Linked DNA regions of Zea mays: region 2 is linked to region 1. The links are chromatin contacts, called in public Hi-C maps. All regions are on one chromosome and are shown on one strand. The core of a region is the stretch at or near the end of the contact, and the rest is flanking DNA. Distances in the headings are between cores, read along the strand shown.

Region 1 (4,280 bases), core at 1,699-4,198:
TTTCCTTATCTATGTTTTATACAAATTTTTTACTCTCGTCGTAATGCACGTGCACATACCTAGTAGATGATTATGAACCTAGACATATATATAAAACATATACATTAATTATTGTATAAATCCGATAAAAAGTTAAAACAAATTTTAATTTGGGACCGAGGAAGTATATCATTTCCATCTCCATTCAAACTTAAGACATTTGACACTGCTAATAAAAAGCTTTGAACTGAACAACGCTTTATAAAGTCATCTATACGTTTGTCGATCTTAGGCCATATTTAGAACCCCTAAAGCTTATAGTTCTTAGTTAGCTAATAAAAGCCCGCTAATAAACTAACCGTTAGCTGTGAGGTAACTAACAATTAGTTGTTGTATTAGTTTGAGGTGTTTGAAACTTCTACGACTAATTTTAATAGTTAACTATTAGCTTTAAAGGTTTTGAATACGGTCTTATAAACTAATGCTCAGGTGTGGGGTTGGATATAATTTTTTTTATTATCCGCGGGATGAATGGACCACACTCTATGTACGCTCATTTTCAAGTTCGTTTTTTTGTTCCCCTCCACATTATATAGCTCCTATACTGTATGTGTGTTTTTTTATTCTTCTTCTTCCTCCTTTTCTGTGAACTGCGCTTCGCAACCTGTCGAGCTTGCGTCCACTAATTTATCAGCCGAGATATTAGCTGAAAGCGACGTGATGGAGGTTGCATGCATGTTTCAGATAAATCATCCGAGATATTCTACCACCGTACATTGGTCGTATCCTTAGAGAGTTAACTGCATAAAGCCCATGAACTTATTAAGAGATGCCATTAGAAGTTGTTAAACAGAGCTCCGCCTCTATCTCACTTTCCTCTAGCTCATCTTAGATCCTATTTGGAAGAGCTTCACTTTAAAATTTCGAGTTTATTTCAGTTTCTTCTATCCAAACAGATCTAACTCTATGACCTGTAACTTTAAAAAAACTGAAACTAGAGACTAGTTTCATGAAACTTTCGAAGCCCCTCAAAGGGTGCTTCAAAAATATTGTTTTTATACCTTCTTATGAAGCTATATCAAAATTACCTATCATACCATTGGTCACATGACCTACCAATTCATGTCTCTTTCTGCACCCTCCAATCATCAAGGTTAACTAAGAAAACTCACACAAATTAATGTATTACAGAAACTAGAGTCTACGTGTAAGCCAAACACTCTTTAAACCCGCTTTACCAATATATTGGAGTTGTTTAATGATAAAGGTGGAAAACCGAAGCTACAATTTCTGAAGTGAATCCTTCCAAACATGGCCTTAATTAAATTGTTTGGGAGTACGGTTTTTTTTACGATTTCTAGACAATGTCATGTTTTTTAGTAATATTATAGTATTTTATGTTATAAAAGGTTTCGTTGAATTCCTAAAAACTATGTTTTTAAAATCAAGATATTATAGATACCATGATATTTTTACAGTATTGAAAATTTTGCTCTACTCTAAAGTCTTCATGACATGACTAACCTTTGCCGAATACTATGGCCTACAATTTTACATATAAATAATTACAGAGAACAATATTGTAAAACCGTATTTTTGAGAAATATTGGTGCCAAACAGAGCCTTGAGTTGAGAAGCTGATACATTCGGTTCGGCCCTGCAATTCCAGACAGATGGTTCTGGTTGCAGCTCAAATTCTTTGGCTGGAAGAAGGGCGCACGTCGCTGTCTCTGATGAGCAGGCTTTAGTTGGATCAAGGTCGCTGTTGCTCGGTTTATATGGTCCAGTCTAAATCCGTCTACTGCTTCTATGCCCAAAAAAAGATCGATCCACTCTCTCGTAGGATTTGTTTTTGGGAAGGAAAAAAAAACAATTCATATGCCTTGAGTGGAAAAAAATCGAAATGGAAATGAAAGGCTTGCTAATTATCAAAGGACATTAGCTAAGCTCTGCACATCACTCTAAGTCTTTACCCCTACTAGTACTACCTAAGGTATTAAAAAAGGAGAATAAAAACCAAAAGGAAAAAAAGAAGAAGAAGAAAACTTGTGGCCAGGGATGCTTTGGCAGCGTAACGTTAACGACGGCCACAAGTTGGGGTGGGGTGGGTGGTGTGGGCCCCGCCGCAGGATCTTTCTGGGCCTCGAAGCTGGCCGCGTGACGTGGCGCCGAAAAAGCGCAGCGAGAAATACTTGTGGCCACGCTTTTTGCGGCCACGGATATTCTTCTTTTCTTTCCCTGCACAAGCACAGCACAGCACGGTGCACTTCCTATATTATTTTACTTTTCTGTTACAAAAAAAGAGAGGAAATGCTCTTGGAATTTCTTGTGGACACGACACAGCTAGGAATTTATCCTTCTTTCTTGTTCGTTTCCTTTTTCTTATCTAGTAACGAGAAAACGGTCCGGGTTTATCCGCGGAAAAAATATCTGCTATTTGAACGGCCGCAGATATTTGCGGTGTTTTCTCTTTTATTTTCTCTACGCTGCTTCGTGCCCTATTGTCAACACGTGGAAACCTTCCTATCCACTCCAATCACTTCACTCCACTTCTCAAATTTTCAGAACAAACTTCTAAATTTATAATGAGGCTCAATGAAATATTTAATTTCGATACAATGCTATAGATAAACAAAACCACCCTGAGAAAATGGGGAAAAAAAAGAGAAAGAGACCCTCTATCTCAAAAGGGAAAACAGAGGGGTCAGAACGTAAAATATCCGCAGAGGGCGGAGGTGGGCCCTCCCCTCCCGGGGCCTCCCCAGCCACTCGATCCCTGGCCCTTCTCGAAATTTCCAGCCCTGACAGGCGGGGCCCACGGCCGACGTGGCCCGCCTCCCCTCCCCTCCCTTCGCCCCCAGAAATCTCGCCGCTCCCACCCCTCTCCTTCCTCTCGCCATTTCCATTTCCTTGCCCTTGCCAGCCAGAGCGAGACTCCACCGCTTCCTCTCCGCCGCGTCCTCCTCCCCTCCCTCCGTTCCTCACGGCTCTCCGGACTCGCCCCGCGGCTGGCCGTGCTGAGTTTCGTTCTCTGGCCGGCAAAGAAGCGATTTTTTTGTGCTTTCTGGACGGATCCCGGCCGGAGAAGGGACCGAATTTCCACGACCTCGACCGCCGGCTGCTCCTCTGCTGGGCTCTCCGTGCGCAAGAAGAGCCTACCAAGGTGAATCCGGAGATTTGAGCTCCGGGCCCGCCTCATGGAGTCCATGGCGCAGGTATGCAATTGTCTCCTCCCTTTCCCTCCTCCACTTGATCCTTCCCTGCCGCCTGCCGGTGTTGAAAATAGTTTTTTAATGCCAATATCTCATCACCCTCTTAAAAAAATGTGCTGTTTCTAGACGCTTCTCCTTCCTGTCTGTTGCACGCCAATCATGGCACCCGTAGAGAGTTCTACTAGAACGAGATGACCAACACGTAACATGTGTTTAGCTAATTTGCTGTACTCGTTCCCCTTTTTTACAGCACTATCGCAACTTGTCTTCCAATCAATCCAACAGTTCCCACCCATCCTATTATTACCACCACCATTACATGTCTTAAGTTGATGTCGTTTGCGGGATCCGGAGCACTGGGAGCTCAAATCTGGACATTTATGCATGGTAGAAGTAGAATCTGGCATGGCTTTGACCTGTTGAGGGACGATCACTAAATACTTGTTTCCTGTTGTTCCTTACAGGAAAGGGACGCGTTGGATTCACCTGCCTTGTCGATTGACAAAAGGCTGCGGTCGGATGCTGTCGAATCACCCCTGGTGGATGATGCAACGCAACCCAAGGAGGGGGCGGACGGTTACCCTGTCAAGGTACCCATTTATTGTCCCACTTTTGAGATCAGTGTGAGCGTACAGCACTGTCACCAGCTCACCATGCCAACTAATGGGCACCTGCCTTGATTCAAGTAGGTTCGGAAGCCTTACACGATCACGAAGCAGCGAGAGAAGTGGACAGAGGAAGAGCATGGGAAGTTCCTGGAGGCACTGAAGCTCTATGGTCGGTCTTGGCGCCAGATACAAGGTGCGTGCAGGCTTTACATGTGACCCTACGTTAGAGCACGCTGATGATTAGTTCTCTGATTTGTCCTCCAAACTGCCGTTTATTAGAACACATTGGCACAAAGACTGCTGTCCAGATTCGGAGCCATGCTCAGAAGTTTTTCTCCAAGGTGCTTAACCCTCATGTGGCTGTGCTCAATTTAGCTGCTGTCACTGCATTCACAGTATTTTACCATCACATATGCTTGCACAGTGAGATTATCTAGAAGCTAACTCTGAGCTAACTACGCAGGTCGTGCGTGAACCTGGG
Region 2 (4,648 bases), core at 1,348-3,847, 660 kb before region 1:
GAATAATGTCGCGCTCACGATCATGTGGGCGTTGGCATGTCTCCTCTAAAAGAGCTCTTATCTGACTCTGGTTTAATCTCTTAGAGTACCTCTGTCCCTCCACTATCTTGCAGACCTGAGTAGTAAACACATTAGGTTTTGCTAGCAAATAAGATTAGACAGGGATAAGTCATAGTGTAGAGCTTTGCTAGAAAAGAGCGAGAGGAGCGGCTGCAGCGACTAAGCTTACCTCCATTGGAAGGTAATTTGGGTGCTGCTGGTTGCCAACCTGCAGACAGGGCAGGTAGGTGTGCTGGATGGCAAAGCCATAGGTCTCTTGAAAATACTGTACAACTGACTTCACTGTGCCACCTTGATCAACAGGAAAACTGTGGCAAATGGCATCAACATTCTTTTAGGAAATTTTTTCTCTGAACAAATGATCCAGAGAGGGAAAGTGTAAATGCAGGAGTTCATGAAGAAACATGGATTTTTTTTTGCCATACGTTAGCTCCCGAGTTTCCTGAGATGTTAAACCAGCTATTCGATACTTGCGTCGCATGTTACCACGGTGCGTAACTTCCACCTTCACGCCTCTTAAGGCCTTCTTTATCTGAAAATCGAGTAAATTAATCAAAAAAAATATTGAGTAAAGTGACGTTACAAATATCTGCTAGCGTACCTTGACACGTTCAGCGTCTAAGAGGGGCCTCGAGTAGATGTCGTCGGTGTTTAAAAGCTGTGCAACAAAATCTATGACAGGTAATGGCTCAAAGAAAGCAGTTGCAGACATATCTGAAAAGACAAGAAAAGGTTAGAAGCATTCAGTAATCTTGTATGTATGTATGTATCTGATGAGAGAGAGAGACAGACAGACAGACAGAGTTTTACCAATATTCAATGACAAGCCCATTTGAGTAGGGCGAATGCTCTGGTAAAACCCACGCCAGCTTTCTATTCCCTCACCAAGGGAACGCCTCCTCCCCAGGTCAGGAGAGAAAAACGATCGCCCAAACGGTGCATATCTTTTAAAAAAAAACAAGAGAGAGAGAGAGAGAGCCAAATCATCAGTGCATGTATCATCCTGAAACCTAGAGAGAGAGAGAGAGAGAGAGAGAGTCTAATTTAATTACCTTGTTGTCGGCAGCTCCCGCAGAACAATATCAAGAACTTGCAAGGCTTCTTGAGGAGCCTCTGCCTGCCTTCCAGCTAAAAACTGCTCCAGACGCCGGAGGTCAGCCCTTGCGGCAAATTTAATCACTACCTTGTATGTCTTCTTACGCCTAGACATACAGGAAATGTCAAACAGGAACATGCTAAACCCATTTTTTTGTGTGTGAAATTCTTCACAAAAACGACAACAGGAATATGTCAAACAGAAATAAAGTATAGTATAGATACCTCTCTACTCCAGAACCATCGTCTTCCTCGAGTAGAGTGATGTGAAATTCTTTCGAAGTGAATGGCAGGGGTCCAGCCGTGTACAGGCTCTTTCTACCATCATAGGCTGGAAGCCGACCTCCCAAATATGACAGCTTGTGCAGCCTCACCAGCTCCTCCATGACAGAACGGTTCACAATTCGCGATGTCACTTCCGGGGTAACTGAAACCTGTCAGAGTAAAAAAAACATTTAGGTAGATTCAAGAGAAAACGTTGAAAGGGATATTGATAGAACAACATACATCATACTGATGAAGATCCTTCTTGGCAGGTAATAATTCAGCAAAGAAGTGATTTGCCTTCACCAAACACCTGGTGCCAACGCTTCCATTTCCTGGGCGGTGAGGGAACTTGCTCGACACTGGAAACGCCTGCACAATGTCCTGTACAGACAAGCCTTTCAGCTGATCCACAGCCTCTTCGCTTGGTGACGGCGCATCCTGGGACTGGGAGCCTGCCTCTGGCGCTGGGATGTTATCAGGTTCATTTGAAGTTTGCATTGCTTGGCGCAGCTCGGGAGCTATGGCGGACGGGACTGCCCCACGTCCACCTCTACCACCACCACCACCACTGTAGTAGCCAGTTCCACGACCACGACCACCTTGTGGGGACTGCTGTTGATGGTAGAAGCCACCACGGCCACGGAAACCTCTCCCACCACCGCCGGCCTCAGCAGCCTGTGAGCCTGAGCCTGAGCCCTCGCCTAACCCAGGCAGTTTTTGTCTCCAAGATCCCATGCCGTGGGCAGTGAAACTGACAAACTCAATGCGCTGCCAAGAGAGGAAAAGTCCAGTTTTTAGAATTTGACGAGAGGAGAAGACGGAGGAAGAACAGAGGAAGCAGAAGGCCGCTTGTGATCACCCTTGGGCAGGCGGAGCTAGGGGAGCCTGTTCTTTCTTTCTTTCTTTCTTTCTTTCTTTCTTTCTTTCAGTGGGTCGGGGCGCAGCAGAATAAATGTGAGTGCACTTGGGGTTGGTTGGATGACTATTGCGTTGGTTGCTCAGGAGATACTATATAATACTCTGCAGTTAACTCTGGGTATATATTTTTCAAGTGTTCATTTACCTTTTTTTTTGGTTGAGTAATATACATGGTGGTACCTTTTTGCAATAGTGCAGAAATGCCTTCACTCACTTGGGTATAGTAGAGTAATGATGTGCTATTGATTGATGTGTCAAAAAATATCTACTATTTGCCTTGGGGATATAGGGAAAAAAGAACAGGTGTTGTAGTTCATTTCGTTCAAACCAAAATGTGAAAAATCTTTTTACTTGACAGAAGCAATAGCAGGTGCGCTCTGTCGCCTGCATGTGGCAAACAAATGGTGAATGACAATGCAACTCTGACCGGAGGATTCGGCGGGTTCACGGAAGATAGGGGGAGGGGGCTTGGGACTGTGTGAGCAAGGCCATAAAAAATACTACATTCATTCTCGAATATTTATCAGTTGCTATTTCATTTTTAAACTAAACCATGATAAATAAAAAAAGAATAGATGAAGTAGAAAGTATGGATTTACTCAGTAGATGACTATGTTTAATTACTATGTTCTTTATATTCTTGCCTTAGGAGTAGCAGTAATTTAGTTTTTTTCATCTCCAGTCTTCAGATCTCTTCAGCTCGACATCGTTTAGAGACGTCTTAGGTGATCTGCCGATCCCAAGACAACACTATGAATCTATGATATTTCCTCCCTGACGGGGTTCCTCTGGGGAGCGGGATCAAGGTTCCGTAGGAGATTGTTGCAGCCTCTTCACACACGAACGGTTTGAATGCCTCCGAGCGAACGGTTTGCCGCCCTGCAGAGATGCGAGTCGCGGACGGTCCGCACGCTGACAACAGAGAGTACCCCATGTTTTTGGTCCCCACGATCGGAATCAGGTTACACTAGGGTGCTGTTTGATTCACGAAATGTAACGTAAAGGGTAATGGTAACGGTTTACCCTCGATTACGGACGGTAACAAGTTTGAATAGTCCGGTATCAATTTTTAGTATGATATCTGATTACGGTTATACTAAAACAAACATAATTTAACGTTATCACTTACCCATTACGTTACAAATATTTGAACCAAACGGAATAAATAGATGGATGTTTGGCAATCCGCAATAACTTTTGACAGCCAGAACCTGAAACTAAGCTGCAGCAAACGGGGCCTACATCAATCACCACCTGTCTAGGATATTGTACATCAGAAGCAGCAGTCATCAGTACATTATTATTGTTATTAGAGGGAGTACCTCTCGGGCAGCATTTAAGAGAATGGAAGGTGCATGCAGCAGCCACGCAGGAAGGAAGGGGAACTCATGAATGCATCAAGGAAGATCCACGACATGAATGGCTACTATCCATCTCCTTCACTCCATTGGATCTCCCTGCCTCTACGAAGTCTTGAGTGAATGCAGTAGTAGCTGACGGCCTGAAGGGTGCTGGTGAAAATGCAAACTTGCAAGAGAAAAACGCAGTCAAAAACTGATGGGAGATTGAGGCATTGAGCACAGCACGTACACGCAGTAGAGACTAGAGATCGAGTGGCTCCCAAGTCACGGGGCTGTGGTGTGCGAGAACATCAGCCATGTGGTGGTGACAGGCAGGTGAATAATAGTACTGAGGAGCTGGAGCAGGCTTCACTTTATCCATTTCGCATGGGATGGACTTGCATGACCCGTACTACACGTTTTCAGACAACAGATTCTTTACAAGTTGTTGTTGGTTGCAGTTTAAGAAGACTATGGCCCTACTTCTTCTTTTTTTTGTCTCTATTCATTTTGTGAGAGAGGGCCAGTATGTTCTTCGAGGAGGCAGAGAGAGGGGTGACTGAGACCTCACATGCTAGCAGATGGCCGGAGGCCGTGGTTTTAATTCGTACCGCTGACTACACTGTTTTGTCTCTATAGTTGTAACTGCAGTAGTCGAAATTGTTAGAGTTATTTATGGCTTTGTACTATGATGGGGTGTTTCCTGTGTAATGGGTTCAGCCCAACAACTCTATTACAAATATATCTCTCCCAATGTTGGTTAGGGTTAGTGTTTGAGTCTAACATAGTACCATAGTCAAGTTCTTCTCTCTCTTCCCTCCCTCCCAACCGAGCCACCAGCCCTCCCCCTGTCGCCGCCACCATCTCCATGGATTGCAACCGTCATGGCGCTCTGACTGAGACGGTGTATTGCTCAGTCTGTCGGCTTTGTCGACCCGGCGCATCCCGACATAGTCTGCAAGCTCAAT

What was found. A called contact is a pair of places that touch in the nucleus more often than the background predicts.
Region 2: a Hi-C map of root tip shows a contact between it and region 1, with 5 times the contacts expected there. The contact joins the promoter of LOC103626484 here to the promoter of LOC100280442 in region 1. A contact is called at or near these places in 4 of 25 Hi-C or Micro-C datasets (bundle sheath, ear, root tip and 1 more).

Annotation. Positions count from the first base shown.
Region 1 is chr5:66,040,522-66,044,801 of Zm-B73-REFERENCE-NAM-5.0, reverse strand. LOC100280442 reads left to right here and starts at 2,948. Exons shown (of 6, transcript NM_001153363.1): 1 at 2,948-3,194; 2 at 3,656-3,781; 3 at 3,881-3,992; 4 at 4,079-4,140; 5 at 4,263-4,280. The coding sequence starts at 3,177.
Region 2 is chr5:66,702,996-66,707,643 of Zm-B73-REFERENCE-NAM-5.0, reverse strand. It overlaps LOC103626484 (protein argonaute 1D), which reads right to left and starts at 2,597. Exons shown (of 21, transcript XM_020538404.2): 1 at 2,282-2,597; 2 at 1,663-2,190; 3 at 1,381-1,589; 4 at 1,113-1,262; 5 at 871-1,004; 6 at 662-774; 7 at 486-592; 8 at 230-368; 9 at 1-115. The coding sequence starts at 2,157.